Linked DNA regions of Sus scrofa: region 1 is linked to region 2. The links are chromatin contacts, called in public HiChIP or PLAC-seq maps. All regions are on one chromosome and are shown on one strand. Each heading gives the region's core, a stretch centred on a gene start, on an enhancer-like site or on the middle of the called end of the contact. The rest is flanking DNA. Distances are from core to core; before and after follow the strand shown. Region 1 holds the start of ANKRD34A (ankyrin repeat domain-containing protein 34A). Region 2 holds the start of LOC100155404.

Evidence for each region. HiChIP or PLAC-seq counts read pairs in DNA pulled down with a chosen protein or histone mark.
Region 1: a contact with region 2 is called in an H3K27ac HiChIP or PLAC-seq map of alveolar macrophages. The contact joins the promoter of ANKRD34A here to the promoter of LOC100155404 in region 2. A contact is called at or near these places in 1 of 5 promoter capture datasets (liver), 14 of 47 Hi-C or Micro-C datasets (alveolar macrophages, blood, brain and 11 more) and 2 of 2 datasets of contacts at active chromatin or transcription factors (alveolar macrophages and skeletal muscle).

The regions. Positions count from the first base shown.
Region 1 is chr4:99,376,189-99,381,814 of Sscrofa11.1, forward strand. ANKRD34A (ankyrin repeat domain-containing protein 34A) reads left to right here and starts at 1,367. Exons shown (of 4, transcript XM_021089938.1): 1 at 1,367-2,743; 2 at 2,917-3,131; 3 at 3,234-3,297; 4 at 3,680-5,626. The coding sequence starts at 3,796. The coding sequence ends at 5,286. POLR3GL (DNA-directed RNA polymerase III subunit RPC7-like) reads right to left here and starts at 4,111. Exons shown (of 10, transcript XR_002343450.1): 1 at 3,982-4,111; 2 at 1,160-1,330.
Region 2 is chr4:99,218,740-99,224,686 of Sscrofa11.1, forward strand. LOC100155404 reads left to right here and starts at 2,669. Exons shown (of 5, transcript XM_021090822.1): 1 at 2,669-2,945. The coding sequence starts at 2,669. It overlaps LOC110255273 (histone H2B type 2-F), which reads left to right. Exons shown (of 1, transcript XM_021089927.1): 1 at 1-961.

The sequences.
Region 1 (5,626 bases), core at 117-2,616, 160 kb after region 2:
CATCCAATTAAGTTTTATTTGGCACTGTGGATTAAGTATAGAACCTGCCCTACAAAAACTTATATTCTTTTTTTTTTTTTTTTTTTTTTTTTTGCTTTTTAGGGCTGCACTTGCAGCATATGGAAGTTCCCAGGTTAGGGGTTGAATCAGAGCTGCAGCTGCCGGCCTATTGCCAAAGCTACAGCAACACTGTGGAATACAAGCCTCATCTGCAACCTACACCACAGCTCACAGCAACGCCTGATCCTTAACCCACTGAGCAAAGCCATGGATCGTACCCACCTCCTCATGGATACTAGTTGGGTTCATAACTGCGAAGCCATGACTCAAACTCCGAAACCTTAGATTCTAAGAAGAACAAAAATGCTAAAAACGAAGAGGGCACAAGTACTCCAGTAGAAGTGTGCATAAAATGCTGTCGTCAGACTGGGGAACAATTAATTCTACAAAAAAAAGGTAGTCCAGGAAAGCTACAGGTAGGAAGTAATATTTCATCAGAGTCTTGACAGATAACAGGAGTTTGTCAGGCTCTTAGGGGAATAATATTCATAGACTCAGGGAAAGCCTGATACCAGGGCAAAGAGAGGCGCCAGAGCAAGTCTTTCACTTTCTGCTTTAATATACCTCCCCTTTGCGCAAAAGAAAACTATGGTTCTCTGGTATACAATCAACCTAGTAATGGGAGCCCAGAGGAAAAGGGTAGGGAACTAGAAGGGGGCTGATCCAACAGGCTGCCGGAAAACGTTGTCTATCTATCTAGCAGCTTGACCTAGTGAACTCGTTTGGGAGGTGTGAGACCGAACCAGGTCAGAGCCACCAAGTCGAAGCCTTACCTGCTGCCCCTTCCCCACGGAGCCCACGCCGCAGCCAACTTGAAATTTGCTTGTCTTCCTCAATCTGGTGGCGTTCTAGGTCCGCCTCCCAGAGCTCCCCATTGGTGGGTTCTCCTGACCAATCTAGGAGAAGCCGGGGAGGGAGGCCCGCCCACTTGAAGCCTCGGAGGGGAAGGAGGGAGGGAGTTAGCTGGAACTCAGGCTTGGGTGAGTTCTCCACGCGCTGGAAGAATCACCTTGGGGTCAGTCATTTCAGACCTTATTTCAGATGGAGAACCCCTCGGCTAGCGGGAGTGCACAGAGGGAACCCGACACTCGGATCTCACCAAAGCACTCTGTTGAGGGAGCTTCCACAGAAATGAACTTCTATGAAACCTGCTCCTTAGGATCAGTCCTTCGGTGACTCTGTCTTCACATTTGGCCACTCCTCCATTACTCCAGCCTTCCCTTCAGTCCTGCACTGCTTCTCTCCAGTACCACCAATGAATACGTCTTTTCTTTATAAAAAAAAAAAAAATTCTTTAAGTTGCTGCCATGTCTGTGAGAAGATGCAAAGAGGGTTTAGGGAGGAAAGGATTAGGAATCAGATAATCAGAGCTGAGGAAGCTGGGCAGGTGCCTAGTGTTTCCTGCATTTCCCACTGCCTTCCAGCTCCTCTGGTAAAATGGGGCACAGTGGGAGGAGGAGCCCCACTTACACACACACCCACCCCCAGAAACAGAGAGAGTTCAGAGTAGAGATAGAATCTAGTCAAGAATAATAACCTAGATGTCAGAGAAAATAGCCCTGGGAGAGAAGCCTGTGGAGTAGGAAAGCTGTAGGTGGACTGTCAAGCACCTGGTCTTTGGAATTGACCCGAAACAGAGCTCTGAGGCTTTGGTGAATTTGCTTAAATTTGCTGTTTCAGTTTCTTCATCCATAGCAAGAAGTTAATTCCTACCTTATAGTGTTGTCGTGAGGTTTGGAGGTAATGTATATAAAGTACTTGGCACATAGCTGGTGTCCAATAAATGGTAGCTAGTAAAAATGGGTAGCTTTCCTGCAAATATCTCTCTTTCCCCCTTCTCCAGGAACATTGTTTTCAGTATCTTGTATCTAGTGGCCTCCAGCCTCTGAATTATTTCATGTGAGTTAATCAAACCCTTAGGATTTTTTCTTCAACCCCTCCCCACTCCCCCTGATGCCTTCCAGCTGGACACAAACTCATTCCTAAAATATGCAGATGGAAGCTGTGGTAACCATGGAGACAGGGCAGGTGGTGAGGAGAAGGCAGAGACAGACAGTGTGAGAAAAGGACTGCTACAGACAGGGAGAAAGAAGACTTTAAGAAGCGACTCAGAGACCTTCAAGTAAGATGGAAAAATAATGAGTCTAAGAAAGACTGAGAGTAAAGAGATGCAATGAGAGAGGATGTGTTACAAGGTTCACTCTTCTCTGCCCCTTTTCTATTTCTCTTCTCCCCCAATCCCTCCAAGAATATGAGGAGGCACCTGAGGATGCCCCTCGCCATATCTAAAAATGACCCCAAACACCCAGCCTCCTCATACTTATCTAAGGTCTGTACAGGGAGCTGAGGTCCAAGTTTATCTGTGCTCCATGTTCCATTTTTGGGAGGTGGAATGAAGATCTATCGCTGTGTCTGACTCCAGTTCCCCCTGACATTTAAACTAGGAGAAGGCAGCCAGAGCTCTTGCCTCTCTCAGCACAGTAAGGACTCTGGCTGTGGACCCCCATCGCCTCTCTCTACCTTTCTGCACAGTGTGCCATGTGCCTTGTGTGGCAGATCAGGTCTGGTGCACAGGCGCACATCAATACACCAAGCTCCGAGAATAGGGATCTGCTGAAGCTCAACGAAGAATTGGGATGGTCCCCAGTCTAGGTCGCGGAGGAGACTCCCAAGGAACACTTAGGTTTGTTGTGGCTGAGGGGAGGTCGTCTAAGCAGGGGAAGTCAGGATTGGAGCCTCTAGCTTTTGAGGGTTTATATGTGCCTGGGTGGGGTAACGGTTTGGTGCCCGACGCCCCCACCCGCAGAGACTGGGATATAAATAGCGAGGCAGAGCTCCGCCCCCCCCCCCCCCCAGCTTCTCTCCTCCGGAGCCGGCGCTGTGCCCGGGGCGCACTGGGAGGAGGGACCAGGCTTCTGTGCCCGGGCGCAGATACTGACACCAAGGGAATCCGGGTCCACCCCCCACCACCACCACGCCATGTGGGACCCCTGGAACCAAGCTCCGCCACCCCAGCTGCCCCGTGGCCCTGGCCTCAGTCTTGGCCCGGTGGAGATTCTGCGGACATACAGGTATCTATTTGGGTGAACTGCCTGGGAGGGGAAAGAGCAAGGAGTGATGGGGAACATAGCAGGGGCAAAAGAACCCCCCACTTCTCCCCCTACCCGTTTTAGGTCCCAAACGCAAGCTGCCTCCCTCCCCCCATTCAATTTATGGGGCTGTGGCAACCTAAAAGAGGTTAGGAATGGGACTGTGTGTGTGAATGTATGGGTGCATGTGTGTGGGTGGGTGGCGTTCAGCATCCTAGAAAGGGGGATTCCAAGTGCGGATAAGAAAAGGGGGATGCTGGAAAGGTCTGATAAGCCGTGGGGTGAGGGTGGGGGTGCGGATATCCCTGCGCGTGCACGTACGCATTTGCACGCGCGCTCATCCTTCAATGCGGGTGCACCCTTCCCACCTCCTCAGGCATGCGCTGGGGGGATGGGGGTGGCTCAAAGGCATGAGTTAGAAGGACTGTGTGCCATGACGTGGAGCTCTCCCCCGCCCCATGCCGGTCCTTCAACCCGTGCCTCAGTTTCCCTGCCTGAATCAGTCAATAAGATCTTTCTCTTTTTTGCAGGGATTGGCTTCGCCACTGAGCCCTCAGGCCTCTGCCAGCCATCACCCACACGCCCTTAGCTATCCTCGGCAGGTCCCAGTCCCGGCTCCATCGGTGCTTTCGCCCCAGCGGCAGCTATGCTGCATACCGAGGGCCACGCTCTTCTTCGGGCCGTGGGTCAGGGTAAGCTACGATTGGCCCGTTTGCTTCTGGAGGGGGGCGCCTATGTGAATGAGGGTGATGCCCAAGGGGAGACTGCGCTAATGGCGGCCTGTCGGGCCCGCTACGACGACCCCCAGAACAAGGCGCGCATGGTACGCTACCTTCTGGAGCAAGGCGCGGACCCCAACATCGCAGATCGCCTAGGGCGCACCGCGCTCATGCACGCTTGTGCCGGCGGTGGGGGCGCCGCGGTGGCCTCTCTGCTCCTTGCCCACGGCGCAGACCCCTCAGTTCGAGATCACGCTGGCGCCTCGGCGCTTGTCCATGCCCTGGACCGCGGGGATCGCGAAACCCTTGCCACGCTGCTGGACGCCTGTAAGGCCAAGGGCACAGAGGTCATCATCATCACCACCGACACCTCGCCTTCAGGCACCAAGAAGACCCGACAGTATCTCAATTCCCCACCGTCCCCGGGGGTGGAGGACCCGGCTCCCGCTCCTCCTAGCCCGGGGATCTGCACGTCGCCTTCGGAAATCCAACTGCAGACTGCAGGAGGAGGAGCACGGGGGTTGTTGTCCCCTCGTGCCCAGGAAGAAGAGGAGAAGCGGGACGTGTTTGAATTCCCTCTCCCTAAGCCCCCCGATGACCCCTCCCCTTCTGAGCCACTCCCCAAACCACCACGTCATCCTCCAAAACCACTCAAAAGGCTCAATTCGGAGCCCTGGGGCCTAGTGGCCCCTCCTCAACCAGTCCCGCCAGCCGAGGGGAGGCCGGGGATCGAGCGCCTGACCGCCGAATTCAACGGTCTGACCCTGACAGGTCGACCGCGTCTTTCCAGACGTCACAGCACTGAAGGCCCAGAGGACCCGCCCCCGTGGGCGGAGAAAGTGACTGGTGGGGGTCCTCTCTCTCGCCGAAACACTGCGCCAGAAGCTCACGAGTCCGGCCCCCCTTCAGGGCTGAGGCAGAAACTGAGCCGCATGGAGCCGGTGGAGCTCGATACCTCCGGAAATCTTTGTCCCGACTCGCCCGAGTGCAGCCGCCCGTCCCTGGAGCGCCGCCGATACAGCGCCTCCCCGCTGACCCTCCCTCTAGCCGGCTCGGTTTCCTCGCCGCGCCAGTCCCAGGAGAGTCTGCCAGGGGCCGTATCTCCACTGAGCGGGCGGAGGCGGAGTCCGGGGCTGCTGGAGCGGAGGGGCTCAGGGACGTTGCTCCTGGACCACATCTCGCAAACAAGGCCTGGTTTCCTGCCCCCGCTCAATGTCAGCCCTCACCCCCCCATCCCCGACATTCGCCCTCAAGCCGGAGGTCGGGCGCCCTCGCTACCCGCCCCTCCCCAGGCGGGGGCGCCAGGCTCTCCCAGGACCAAGCGCAAGTTGGTGAGGCGCCACTCCATGCAGACTGAGCAGATCCGCCTGCTAGGGGGCTTCCAGAGTCTAGGCGGGCCAGGAGAGCCTGGGCGCTGAGAAGAGTGAGAGGAGACAAGGAGGGTGGGGATCAGGACCTTGATGGGAAGGGTGGGAGAACCAGCTCACACACACACCACGGCCATAGGGGTCTCTTGCGTGTGCTCATGGGCACGGTGCACGAACACATGGGTAGACGTGTCCACAAGCACAGTACTTGTATTTGCAGGGAAGGGTAAGTACTATTCTATTTACTGGGCATGTAGACACATACATTCACGCCCTGGTCACTTCACATGCACACGGGAATTACTTGTGTACCCACAGGCACGACACACACAGGGCCACTTGTGCTAAGGCCCTCCAAAGAGTCCCAAACTCACCTGCATTTGTTCAGAAG
Region 2 (5,947 bases), core at 1,419-3,918:
CTATATAGCCACATGCTTTAGTATGCAAGTTGGCCTACCTGTAAATCTCAACATAGCCATCCTTCCCTAACTTCCTTCTAGCCCAGTGACCCTCAGCCAGATAGACTTTGCCCCTCCACCCCATGGAACATTTGGTAATATCTGAAGACATTTTTGTTGCCACTTAGGGGGAGGGGTGCTACTGGCATCTAGCTGGGGATACTTTAAACATCTTGTAATGCACAGGACAGCCCCCACAACCAAGAATTATCTGGTCCATAATGTTGACTCTTGTAAAAAGGTCGAGAGACCAGTGCTCAGAGTTCCCTTCCTTCAAGATTTTTTTTTTTTTTTCCTTTGAGGATTTAATCCTCACTTAGGTTAAACTTTTCCCCAGCCCTAGGCAGCCACTGTTACTGCTCTTGGTGAAAGCTAAGCAGCACATAGGTCCTGTGATTGTTTACACGCCACAAGAAAATTACCAGGGCCATGGCTATCATGAAGCTTGTCTTGGTTCTGTAACAAAGTTTCCTGGTTATAAGAACCACCTATGTGCTTCCTAAACATGCTTCTAGGTACCTCTCCTGAAGTTCCCTGGTCATGTTGGAGGTGGGAGGCTGGGAAGTGGTTTTTAGTGTTCTCCAGAGTATTTTTTAAAAATAGATTGGGGGGGGGCATAATGCATAAAAGGGCATAATTAAACATGTGGGATGGATTTCCGAGGCCCTCTCTGTTCAAAATTTGCATAACTCAAGACTAATCCTGACCAAGGCTAGGTATTTTACCAAATAAGATATACCTTTGAGGCAAAAGGGAAAATCTTAGTTTCCAATTCACTTGACAGTCAAGTTTTGAAACTAAGCCGTTCTTGGTAACCTGAGTGGGAGGGGGGCATTTACATGACTTTGTGCTTAAAGCAAATTTTATTAATTTATAATGTAGGAGTTCACATTTACATCCAATTAAAAGTTGCATAACATGGGCTGTATGTGCTTTCTTCTTTCACTGGGAAATTAAGATTCTCAGTGAGTCATCTTTCCCTGGAGACGACAAGAGGCAAGGGGAAAATGAGTCAAATGAGAATCTAAAATTTTCAGTTGAAAGAAAAGAAATCATACAACACAATTTATGGTAGGAAAAATCACTCTGAGACTGCCAGGGTGGTCTCTTCTTCTGAGGACAAGGGACCTTGTGTTTCTTAGGGTCTTTTGAAGTTGTTAAAGCATTATCAATTGGCTTATCTAATCAAAAGCCATCATTAATTATCCCCTTACTTAAGGATTAAACTTCCATTCCTTATCCTGAAACCAAAGGGCTTCTACCATGTGGCCAAAAACGGGACCTTCTTTAATTATTCATTTTCCCCAGGCTTCCAGCTTAGCTAAAATGTTCTCACTATCCTTTAATGCATTTGAAATTTCTCTTTGCCAACCTGAAAGCTCCATATCAACAAACTTGAAAACTCAAATCACACTGTACTTTCATTTCATATATTACCAAATATTTGCTGAGCAAAGCAATGAAGGGATAAAAAGACAAACACATCTAGAAGAGGGGATTACAGCAGTATAATGATAACTACAATTTAAGACAAAATGTATTATTTCCAAAAGAGGGGGAAGGAAATGTTATGTGAATTAAGGACAGTGATAGGTTGTATCCAGCTGGAAGATTTAGAAAAGCTCTGTGAGGAGAACTAACATGTGCCAGGCCCTGTGCCAGGTGATGGGCTTATAGAGGTGCCTCCTTCCCAAGTCCTGAAGTTCAGCTGGAATTTTATTTGTGACCAATATATCGAATATCCTATGGGAGTTTTTTAGGTTTTAGTTTTACCCAATTTTCACTGTAACACCTTTTAACTTTTTTTTTTTTTTTAAATGAGAGTTGCAACGTTTATTTCAGGTTCTCTCGTTTTTGTTTTTGTTTTTTTCTTTTTTGCCACACAGGCAGTATGTGGGAATTCCTGGGCCAGGGATTGAACCTACGCCGCACAGCAGCAACCAGAGCCACAGCGGTGAGAACGCAGGAGCCTCAACCCGCTAGGCCATCAGAGAACTCCTTCTTTTAACTTTTTAATCATCTGATTTTGGTAGCTGGAATTCTTCATTGTTCCCTTTGTATTTTGTGACTAAAGGTCATTATTTCTGTACTTCTCATCCAGATTGTAATATGTTCATTTCACTTTAATATGTTTCTTTAATTTTTCTTCACATAGACTATTTTTTATGTCATTATATTGGAAAGCTCTGGCTGTCCTACCTTCCCACCTGCAAACACAATTTAAGTCATATTGATTTTGGCTCACTGCATCTCAAACCTGCTGAAGCTTTGTTCACCACGGCCCTAGCTTGAGACATTTGATTTTCTTTTCCCTGTGAAATTAATTTCCTTTGGGGGAGTGGGGGTTGACTATAGTAAGGTATGTGTATAAGCCTCTTCTCAGTCATCACACATAAAATTTTTCAGAAAATAGTATTGGCTTAAAATATGTCCTGTATCCAACCATACTCAATACCTGCTTGCTGTCTCCCTGCTCCAAGCTGCCACCACCTCTCCCATATATTTGCAATGACCTTCTGACTGGTCCCTTTGTTTCTTCCCTCATCCCCTCACTCTATTTTCCACAAACCAGGTAGAGTAAATGTCACTCTCACACCATCCTGCCGAGCTGAACCCCACCACCACCACCATGTGGTTTCAGAGCAAAGGTCCCACAGTTACAGTGGCCCACACCCACCTCCTCACTGACTACTCTCCCTTTTGTTTGTTCCATTTCATCACACTAGGCTCCCAGCTCTACCTTGAACACACCAAGGCCCCCTATCTCAGGGTGTTTGTATTTGCTACTTCCTCTCCTGGAAAGGCTCTTCCCCCAGATATTTACATGACTGACTTCGTCAGTTCTTGGGCTCTGTCAAAAATTCCCTTAGTCCCCTTATCAGTGAGGCCTTTTCTGACCAACTTATGTAAGATAGAAAGCCCATCTCCCTCTCCCCCACCATTTATTGGTACTCCTTATTTCCATACCTTGCTAAATTGTCTTCCATGTACCATCAGAATACTAATGTACTTATTTGTTTATTACTGAATCAGAGATGGCTATGCATAACAACTATTCTTCCCTGCTTATTTTAACTCCCTGCTTACTGGGTGCATGGCTTCTCCATTAAAGACTAATTGACCAATTTTTCTTGCATCTGAGTTTGGCCATAAGACAAAGTTCTGAGCCAATGAGATATGAACGGAAATGAAACATACTAGTTTGTGCCCTAAAAAGGAGTATATATGTTTTGCCCTTGCCCTTTTACCCTCTCTTCTGGCTGGGGTGCAGATGCAATGGCAGAAACTATGGCAACCACTCTTGACCCAGAAATAGAAGCCATGTGATAAAGATGGCCCAACTGCTCTACTAGCCCTGGACTGTCACATGAAAAATTAAGAAATTGTATCAAGTTTGAGCCACTGTTTTTTGTTTGTTGGTTTTTGTCTTTTTAGGGCCACACCCTCAGCATATGGAAGTTCAGGCTAGGGGTTGAATGGAGCTGCAAGTGCCAGCCTATGCCACACCCAGGTAGCAAGGGATCTGAACCAAATCTGCAACCTAACTACAGCTCAGCTCACGGCATCCCTAACCCACTGATCGAGGCCAGGGATTGAACCCATGTCTTCATGGATACTAGTCAGGTTTATTTCAGCTGAGCCACAATGGGAACCTCTGAGCCACTGTTTTTAAAAATACATTACAATAATTTAAACTGCTCTCTGACCAGTACATTGTCTGATTCTCCTCCTACCTTCTCAGAATAAGTCCTATAAAGATAGGAACTTTGTTTTGTTCACTGTTCTATCTGCATCATCTAGAGTTGTTTCTGGCATAGAGCAGGCACTCAGTAAATATTGATGGGATGAATGGATTGATGAGGGAAGGAGTCTTGAGAGGGAGGGCAGTGGGACTGTTATTTATGAGATGCAGAGCTCTAAGAGTTGGATTTAACAAAATGATTTTTAAAATCTTTTGCCCTCTGAATGGGGAACAGCACAATACAAAGTGAAGGTCTAGGTGAAGTTGCAACCACCATGGTCCACAAATCATTTTAGAAGGTTCACAGTGTAAGTTGCTGGGTATTTAAGGATACTCACCTACCAACTCAGAAGCATTGAGAGGGTAAAGGAAAACTTTTGTTATTTCTACTACCCTCAATACTTCTGGCCACCAAGTATTTTGTTTTCCACATCAAGCAATTCTGACACTGTGTGGAATTAGCACAGAGCCCATGGGGAAAGGGCTCAGTCCAAGAAATTTTGTGAAATGAAATAAGGAGCAGTTTATTTTTGTTATTTTATATGATCACAGGCAATAATTTTAAATTACCAGACGGCAGAGGAAAATCCATGTCACTCTTTTGATATCGGTGTTTTCAACATTCAGGGCAAGAGAAAATACCTAAAGATATTAGTTTTAGTTTTTGTTACTGACAATGATGTTTGAGCTTTGTGTAGGTCTTCATTTCTAGTTAGTGGGATTATCATTTTCAAGTGCATTGAAGGAAAACGCTTTCGGCCAGAGGGAGTGTGAAACAGAGTTTGGACACTATCAATATAACCCTGGGTAAAGGTTGTTCAGTGTTCATAATAAATTCCCAATCCTAGGGTTGGGGCTTAAACTTGAATTTCTCTCTGGAGATGTATGTTTCATCTAGTTTGGCGTGTCTACTTAAGACCCCTACTACAACATGTAGAATAATGAGTAGGAGAAAGTCATACTGATTAACTTGTATAGGTATCAACCATAGGATTACTATCAGCAAGGGAGCATATCCTTGTTTTCCTAGGCTTCTTCATTCTTCAAATTCCAGATGATATTGACATGGGGGTAAGGGAGAGGATGGCAGAATGTTAAGAAATACAAAAAGCCAAATAATATTTATGTTATTTCAAGAGGATATAGATATTATTATTTTAGAAGTTGTTAGAAAAGTATGTTTATAAATATATGTATCTACAAAATGTACATGTATAAAAGATGAGTATAAAGCACTAGAAATATTTCATATTCAAAAAAGCAGAAATCCATTAAGGAATGATCAAGAATTCTTTGCACTTAACACAGATCCACACACATTTATACACCCATGTGAATGTGCATAAAGTTTTTTTTTTTTTCTTTTTTGGCCATCCAGTGGCATATGGAATTCCTGGGCCAGGGATCAGATCAGATTAGATCAGAGCCACAGCTGTGGCCAGGTCTTGCTTTTTTTTTTTTTTTTTTTTCTTTTTTCTTTTTGCCTTTTTTAGGGCCGCTCCCTCGGCATATGGAGGTTCCCAGGCTAGGGGTCTAATCGGAGCTGTAGCCGCCAGCCTACACCAGAGCCACAGTCTGCAACCTACACCACAGCTCACGGCAACACTGGATCCCTAACCCACTGAGAAAGGCCAGGGATCGAACCCATAACCTCATGGTTCCTAGTTGGATTCGTTAACCACTGAGCCACAATGGGAACTCCTTTTTTTTTTTTTTTTTTTTTTTTTTTGCGGCCAGTCCTTTAACCCACTGTGCCAGGCCAGGGATAGAACCTGCACCCTGATGCTGCAGGGATAACAGGGATGCCACTGATTTCATTGCACCATAGTGGGAACTCCCAAAGTTTGTTTGTTTTTTTTTAATAAGTCAACTATCATAGGTGGTGATTATGCTAACAGACATACCTTTCTCAGGAATAGATCAAGTGGACTAAAACATGTTTTAAGATGTAGAGGATTTGAAGAACATGGTTAATAAGATTAATTGCAACTGTTATACCTACACCTTCTTGTATCCCAAACAGAAAGAGTACATTATATTGAAATTCACATGCAATGCTGATAAAAACTGACCATTTGTGGGACGGCAAGTGAAAGCTCAACAAGAGTTGAAAAAGCTGAAACCATGTAAGATATAATCACTAATCATAATACAATGAAATAACTA